2 separate regions of the Podarcis muralis genome follow, and region 2 is linked to region 1. The links are chromatin contacts, called in public Hi-C maps. All regions are on one chromosome and are shown on one strand. The core of a region is the stretch at or near the end of the contact, and the rest is flanking DNA. Distances in the headings are between cores, read along the strand shown.

Evidence for each region. A called contact is a pair of places that touch in the nucleus more often than the background predicts.
Region 2: a Hi-C map of blood shows a contact between it and region 1, with 3 times the contacts expected there. The contact joins the promoter of ATAD3A here to the promoter of SSU72 in region 1. A contact is called at or near these places in 2 of 3 Hi-C or Micro-C datasets (blood and tail).

The regions. Positions count from the first base shown.
Region 1 is chr7:19,934,409-19,938,090 of rPodMur119.hap1.1, forward strand. It overlaps SSU72 (SSU72 homolog, RNA polymerase II CTD phosphatase), which reads left to right and starts at 1,693. Exons shown (of 5, transcript XM_028740878.2): 1 at 1,693-1,966. The coding sequence starts at 1,887.
Region 2 is chr7:20,094,474-20,098,523 of rPodMur119.hap1.1, forward strand. It overlaps ATAD3A (ATPase family AAA domain containing 3A), which reads right to left and starts at 1,781. Exons shown (of 16, transcript XM_028740873.2): 1 at 1,497-1,781. The coding sequence starts at 1,704. LOC114602531 reads left to right here and starts at 3,097. Exons shown (of 5, transcript XM_028740871.2): 1 at 3,097-3,256. The coding sequence starts at 3,184.

The sequences.
Region 1 (3,682 bases), core at 443-2,942:
ATTTTGTTCTGGAGGAGCTTTTGAGACTGTGAAAGGATAGCTTTCACTCATTACTCTGAAAAAAGCAGGAGGCATGAGGTTTTTCTTTTTCTTTTTAATTCTCTATTTTCAATTCTTCTCAATGAAAATCAAGAGGGGGAGAGGAATGAATCAAATTTTTCCATGAATATCCCTTTTTTTGCCTTCATACTCCTTCTGGGCTCTGCCTTAACTCTTGCAATATTTTGTGTGCTTTTCCAGAGTTGGCAGCCTTGTGACACCACAGGCACTCTCTTATAACATCACCCTGCATTGTGACATCACTAGCTTTGGGATACTGCCGTCATGGCAACCCTGGGCTTTAACTCTTCCCTAAGGGTCGGGAGGGGGGGATGCGGGTGGCACTGTGGTGTAAACCACTGAGCTGTGCCAACCTAGCAGTTCAAAAACATGCTAAAAAAGTGCAAGTAGATAATGCGACTGGATTTAACTGTCAGGGGTCCTTTACCTTTTTAAGGGTCTTGGGAAACTCTTCTGCGGAGGTTCATCAAAAGAGAGGGATCACTACCGAGAATTTCCAGCACCACCTTCCAACTATGCTTTTAATGCCTCACTTTTAATTTTTTCATTGATAAATTTAATATTTATTGTAAAGCACTTAAAGCTTTTGCTTAAGTGCTATATAAATGTTGTTAAAACCAAAATAAAAAAACTACAGCTCGCAGTATCCTTTGTGATAAGGCGTAAAAGTTTTAACAACCTTTTCAGTTTTGGAAGGGCCACACATTTCCAGCTCAGAGTTAATCCTGCTTTAACTGCCATTTCCTCTGAGAGCCCCTCAGATATGTTTTTGCCTTTCCGAGGGTTATATTTCCCAGGTTTCCTGAGTGGAGGGCAAAGCAAACTGGGAAATGTAGTCCTGAGAACCGAAGGACTCTATCAGGGAATTTGTTTCATGCGGCCCCCTAAACTACAATTCCCAGAAGTCATTGGGGAAAGGAATGACAGTTAAAACTGAGGCGGAGGCGGCTGCTCCTCGCCCCTTTTCAAAAGTTCTCGCTCGGCCCTTTGCCGTTTCCATAAGGTAAAGGTAAAGGTACCCCTGCCCGTACGGGCCAGTCTTGACAGACTCTAGGGTTGTGCGCCCATCTCACTCTATAGGCCGGGAGCCAGCGCTGTCCGAGGACACTTCCGGGTCACGTGGCCAGCGTGACAAAGCTGCATCTGGCGAGCCAGCGCAGCACACGGAAACGCCGTTTACCTTCCCGCCAGTAAGCGGTCCCTATTTATCTACTTGCACCCGGGGGTGCTTTCGAACTGCTAGGTTGGCAGGCGCTGGGACCGAGCAGCAGGAGCGCACCCCGCCGCGGGGATTCGAACCGCCGACCTTTCGATCGGCAAGCCCTAGGCGCTGAGGCTTTTACCCACAGCGCCACCCGCGGCCGTTTCCATAGAGATATGCAAATATCACTCCTCTGGTGCCGGGGATTTTTCCCTCTGGCGCATAAATACCCAACTTCCCTTCATTGTCGTCGTCGTCATGGGAAACTACGAGAAGGAGGTTGGGGAGGTAAAAAAAAAACCCTTGGCCAGACGCTCTGCCCCTCACTTCCGCTTCTCTATGGTTGGAAAGGGAAGGCGAAAAAGGTCGCAGCGAAAGCAGGCGGGGCGCGGCTCATAGAGCCGGACACGTCGGCCAGCCCCGCCTCTTCCGGTCCCAGTGGACGCCATTTTGTGTATGTGAGTGAGAGAGACGAGAAGGGAAGCGCCGCCGCCGCCACCACCACCACCGCCTGGGAACCTCACCGCGGGCCCTTCGCTGCCGTCACCCGCCGCCTTTCCCTCTTCGACCCTTCCCCTCCCCAGGCCCCCGCCCCGGCCCCTTCCTCGCCGCCGGGCGTCCAGCCATGCCCTCCTCGCCGCTCCGGGTGGCTGTGGTTTGCTCCAGCAACCAAAACCGCAGCATGGAGGCCCACAATATCCTCAGGTAAAGCAACTCTGGGCCTGGCTAGGCCTCGCTCAGCTACCTCACCCCTCTCCAATTCCGTTCTCTGGTTTCCCGTTTGAAGTGAGGTGGGGGGGGTGTTTGACGCCACATTGGATCAAGGTGGGGCCTCCTCATCCTCGGCGTCGTCACAGTGACGTCAGTTAACCCTTACAGTCCCCCCCCCCCATTCTCTTGGTAGCGGGAGATAACGTCAAGGAAAGCTCTTCCACATCGGGTGGAATAATTTACGGCAAGGGGCTCCGTGACGTAGATCGAACTCCCAATTTTGTCAAGAAGCCGGGCGGTGGATTATTATTATTATTGTAGTTATTACATTTCTTAACTGCCCTTCCCTGTAAGGTCACGGGGCGAGTTCCAATAGCGTGAAGATGCCACTTTCAGATTCGGTTAAAACGATTATTGCTTACTGTTAATTGGCTTTAAAAGAGACTTGGGCAAGTTCATGGAGGAGAGCGGTGTCAATGGCTGCCGGTCATGGCGGCCGTGGTCTGCCTCCATAGCTGGAGGCAGTAATGCTTCTGAATGCCAGTAGCAGGAGGGGAGAGTGCTCTTGTGATCTGGCCCTGCTTGAGGGTTTCCCTTTGGGGCATCTGCTTGGACACTGAGAACAGGGCGCTGGACTAATGGACCATTGGCCTGATCCAGCAGGTTTCCCTTATGTCATTATTTAGGTTTCTTACCTGCCATCCACCATAAAGTCCTGGGTGTGGGTTGCAGCAGTGTAAACATGCAATACTGAAAATGTTTACAACACTTAATAATAAGAAGAATATAGCGGGGTCTTTTAAAACATATCTCTTAAAGGCCCGGATGAAGAGTATGTTTATCCCACTTTATACCCCTGAGAGGCTCTCAAGACTGTCTTACGAAAATATTTTCACACAACAACAAAGCATTTTAAAATCTGGTATCAAGAATGGAAGTAACATGAGTTTCCTGTGGTGGTGGGATTATTCCTTTATTCATCCTGGTTCTTCCCTGGTGCTGCCCTTGAACATCTCCCTATTGGGGAAGAGCCATATCTGATGTTCTCTGACACAAGGGGGTAGGGGCTGATCCAATCGCAGTGGAGGCAAGTCTTGACTTCTGTTTATAAAAAAATACGTACTCCAGGATGTGTTGTGCAATACATTATACATAAACCAGAATTAAAACAGAACCAAAATACAGCAATCTGGCAAGTAGAACAAAACTGCTTTATGCTTATTTTGAGGGGTGGGGTTTATGTATCATGACAATCCCTTGGGAGAGTGTGAAAACAAGACTCCTGAATTATAAGACTATGCAAATATTGAGGGGTGGGATTGACATGATTTAATATATTTTTTGTTACAGAGTTTTTATACTGCCCTTCAATAAAACTCACTTTATTTTATTTGAGGCTGTGGCAGCGTCACAGTTCTTGATAAGTTTTATGTAAAATGAGAATGAGGGAAAGAGAAGAGATAGTATTGATACAATCTTTAAAGGATGTGGCAGTTTCCTTTTCTGTCTCATTTTTACTTCCTCCTCGGATGCCAGCATGTGAATCTTGAAGTAAAGGAACTGTGACCTTATTGTGATTATAGATTCCCCTCCCCACTCTAGTTGAAGGGCTGCAGGAGGAAAAGATGCTGCTCTTGAACCCTTATTTGAGGGCTCTCTACTTGCTGTCATTCTCTTTTTCCACCCTTCAAATTCACTTCAGGTTCCTAG
Region 2 (4,050 bases), core at 531-3,030, 160 kb after region 1:
CGGAATGAATTAAGTACGTAACCAGAGGTACCACTGTAATTCTCAAAGGTAATTGAGGTTAAGACGGAGCAGGTTTCTCCCAGGCCCCACTGACTCCAATAGGCCTACTCTAAGCATAACTAAGTATGGACCAAACCTATAAATCAGGAGTTTCAGAAAATTTTTGACCTGAGGGCCTCATTCTCTTCTATACAACCTTTGGGGTTTTTGTGTTACTATGCTACATGCTTTTGTGTTTTTATATTGTGAACTGCCCTGTGATCCTATGATGAAGGGTGGTATAGAAAGTAAATAAATAAAATAATAATAGCAATAATTCTGGGGCAACGCAGCCCCTCTGGCCAACCTCTGCTGTAACAAAGAGCTCTTAGAGCTGCTGAACATTTGCTGAACATTTACAGAGCCTGCTGGAGTCACATGACAGTTGCAAGGTCAAAGGGCAACCCTCCCTCAGCTGAGCACTGATGCAACCACTGTTGGGGAAACTGCAACACTGGCTCTCCAGAGTTTGAAACATGAGGGCACAAATGCCGCTTCAGAAATGTGCCCTCAGACTCACATTCCTGGCATTTTGCAGCACTTTCTGGAGCCTGGTTTATGAATTTCCCATTTCTGTCCTGTAAAAACAGAGCTGCTGGGGCACACGAGAGAGGACCTTGCAGATGCAGCGCACATGTGGCTCTTGCCTCCCTAGCGTTTTAAAGAAGGGATTTTTGGGGGGTGGGCATCTCTTAGATCCAGTTAACCCTTTACACACACACAACTCTTATTGCCCTCACACCCTGCTTTTCAAAGAAGCGCTCCAGCCCTGTAGATCCAACCAGCCCTATCACCACCCCTTACAAAGGTGCTGACCTTTAAAGCCCTAAATGGCCCCGGTCATGTATACCTGAAGGAGCGTCTCCACCCCCATCGTTCAGCCTGGACACTGAGATCCAGCGCCGAGGGCCTTCTGACAGTTCCCTCACTGCGAGAAGTGAGGTTACAGGGAACCAGACAGAGGGCCTTCTTGGTAGTGGTGCCCACCCTGTGGAACACCCACCTTTCAGATGTGAAGGAAATAAGCAGCTATCCTATCTTTAAAAGACATCTGAAGGCAGCCCTGTTTAGAGAAGTTTTTAATATTTAATGCTGTACTGTTTTTAACACTTGATTGGGAGCTGCCCAGAATGGCTGGGGGAACTCAGCCAGATAAATAAACAACAATAATAATAATTACCCATGACCTTCCTTCTACACTACAGTCAGCTCCCTCGCCATCTGGAACCCATACACTCCCAGCACCTGCCCACCATGCGCTCATGCATTCATGCCCCACGTATTACGTAAAAGGTTTTTGTGGGTGTGCATCCAACTTAGTCCTATTCCTAGCAGACCCACTGAAATCAATGGCCCCCAGTTAGCCGTGCCTCCATTAACTTCAGCGGGTCTACTCCTGAGTAGGGCCTGGGCCTGCCCGCGGCCCTGTCTTTCCTCCCCTCCCTCCTCCGACTCACGGGAGGCGTCCAGCTCCCTGGCAGCCTTGGCCGCGCGCTCCAGGCCGGTGGGGTCGAAGTTGCTCCATTTGTCCTTGGGGCGGCCCCCTTCGCCCGGCCCTTCCCCAGAGGCCCCCGCCGGCGAAGGCGGCAGCGGCGGGGCCCCGGGGGGAGCTCCCAGGCCCGCATCTCCGCCGCCGCCGCGGTTCAGCCCGAAGAGCCACGACATGAGCGCCGCTCTCCTCTCTGCAGCCCAGCCGGCAGGCAGCAAGCAGCGGCGCACACGCGGACCCAGCGCCGCTCACATTGCGCAGGCGCCGTCGCCGCCCCTTCCGGTTTCCGGCGCGTTGCCATTGGTGGGAAACACACGCGCACAAAAAAAAAAGAATGCGAGGAACCATAGAGTTGGGGGACAGACGGGCTTCATACGCACAGTTTCGTTTTAGAGCCAAGGATGCAGAACCGGAAGTCCTGGGAGTATTTGCTGGACTACAACTCCCATGGATCCTTTGCTATTGGCCATGCTGGTGGGACTTGGAATCTAGCAACTGTTAGGGGAGGGATGGAGAATGTGTGCCCCACCAGGTTTTTCTGAGTGTGTGTGTGTGTGTGTGTGTGAGAGAGAAATATAGATATAACTATAGCAATATAGATATTTGTTGTTGTTGTTGTTGTTGTTTAGTCGTTTAGTTGTGTTCGACTCTTCGTGTCCCCATGGTCCAGAGCCCGCCAGGCACTCCTGTCTTCCACTGCCACTATATGCTATAGATATATAGATATATCTATAGCAATCCCCCCCCCCCAGGTAGTGATGTATGGAAGTGAGAGCTAGACCATAACGAAGGCTGATCGCTGAATAATTGATGCTTTTGAATTATGGTGCTGGAGGAGACTCTTGAGAGTCCCATGGACTGCAAGAAGATCAAACCTCTCCATTCTTAAGGAGATCAGCCCTGAATGCTCCCTGGAAGGACAGATCCTGAAGCTGAGGCTCCAATACTTTGGCCACCTCATGAGAAGAGAAGACTCCCTGGAAAAGACGCTGATGTTGGGAAAGATGGAGGGCACAAGGAGAAGGGGACGACAGAGGACAAGATGGTTGGACAGTGTTCTTGAAGCTACCAGCATGACTTTGACCAAACTGCGGGAGGCAGTGGAACACAGGAGTGCCTGGTGTGCTCTGTCCATGGGGTCACGAAGAGTCGGACACGACTAAACGACTAAACAACAACAACATACCAATTTATTCAACTTGTCACTCTATACCAGGCATCCCCAAACTCGGCCCTCTAGATGTTTTTTTGGCCTACAACTCCCATCATCCCTAGCTAACAGGACCAGTGGTCAGGGATGATGGGAATTGTAGTCCCAAAAATATCTGAAAGGCTGTGTTTGGGGATGCCTGCTCTATACTTTTCCTATCTCTGTGGGTCCTCCTCTTCAGGAATGCTTATTGGGCTGAAGCAGAAGCAGAAGGCGGGACTCCTAAATCACGTGCCTTTGACTCTTCTCATCTTTTATTGGCTCTCAGCACAGTGAACCCATTCTTCCCACGGAGAGCAGTGATGCGATTGGGTGATCTGAAAAGAAGGGCGGGACCTGAGAGAGAGGGGGCAGGGAGGGGAATTCAACCTGTAGCAAAGAAGGAGGCGGTCCTTCTCCTTAGCAACGGGAATGTTGAGGCTGTCGCTAAGGAGGATGCCAAGTGATGCTTTGCAGAGAAGGGCGCGCATGGCGGAGGCTGGAGCTTTGCGGGTGCGGGGCAGTGGAGTCACCCTCAGGTGCTGGGAGAGGGACGGGCGATTCTGGGAAGGCTATCTTTTATTTATTGTATGTTTTAAATGAATTAATAGGAGAAATGGAGGCGGGTATGTTTTGTTTTCTTATGTATATTTACTGCATTTGCCCCAAAAATGGCTCTCAGGATGTATTACAAATCAGCTCCTGGGTCTGTTTTTGACCCGCAGTCTTAAAAAAGTCATGACACATGAGGAAAATAGGAATAGGAAGGTAGAGGGGAAAGCAAACTCAAACACATGCCCTTACAGATCTCGAAATTATAAGAAAAGACCCCCCCCCTTTTTTTTAAAGCTGGGACTTGGTTTAGGAAGGAGGGATATATTATCCCAATTTGAGGCTTTAAATCTAAGGGGAATTTCTGGGAATTGATCTCTCAGCTCCATTCTTTCAGTTCCGATTTGAGAGTGGAATCCCGTGTATGTCATCTACTTAGAAGTAAATCCCAGTTGTCGCCAACTAAGTCCTACACAGGGTAGACACATTGAAATTAATAGGACAAAATGAGCCATTTCCATTAATTTCACTGGGTCTAATCTCAGTAGGACTAACACTGGCTACAACCTAGAGTACACCAAGGCTTGTGATGCAGTCCTGTGTATGTCTACTCAGAATTTAAATTGGGATGGTCTAAATACAGATATCCAGGGCCAGATTTAAGGTGCTTATGTTGTAATTTAAAGCTCTAAATGAACTAGGTCCAAGGTAAATGAAATACCATATCCTCCTGCCACTGTGTTAAAAATCTGTGGGTAAACCCTTTTAGTAGTCCATCGGC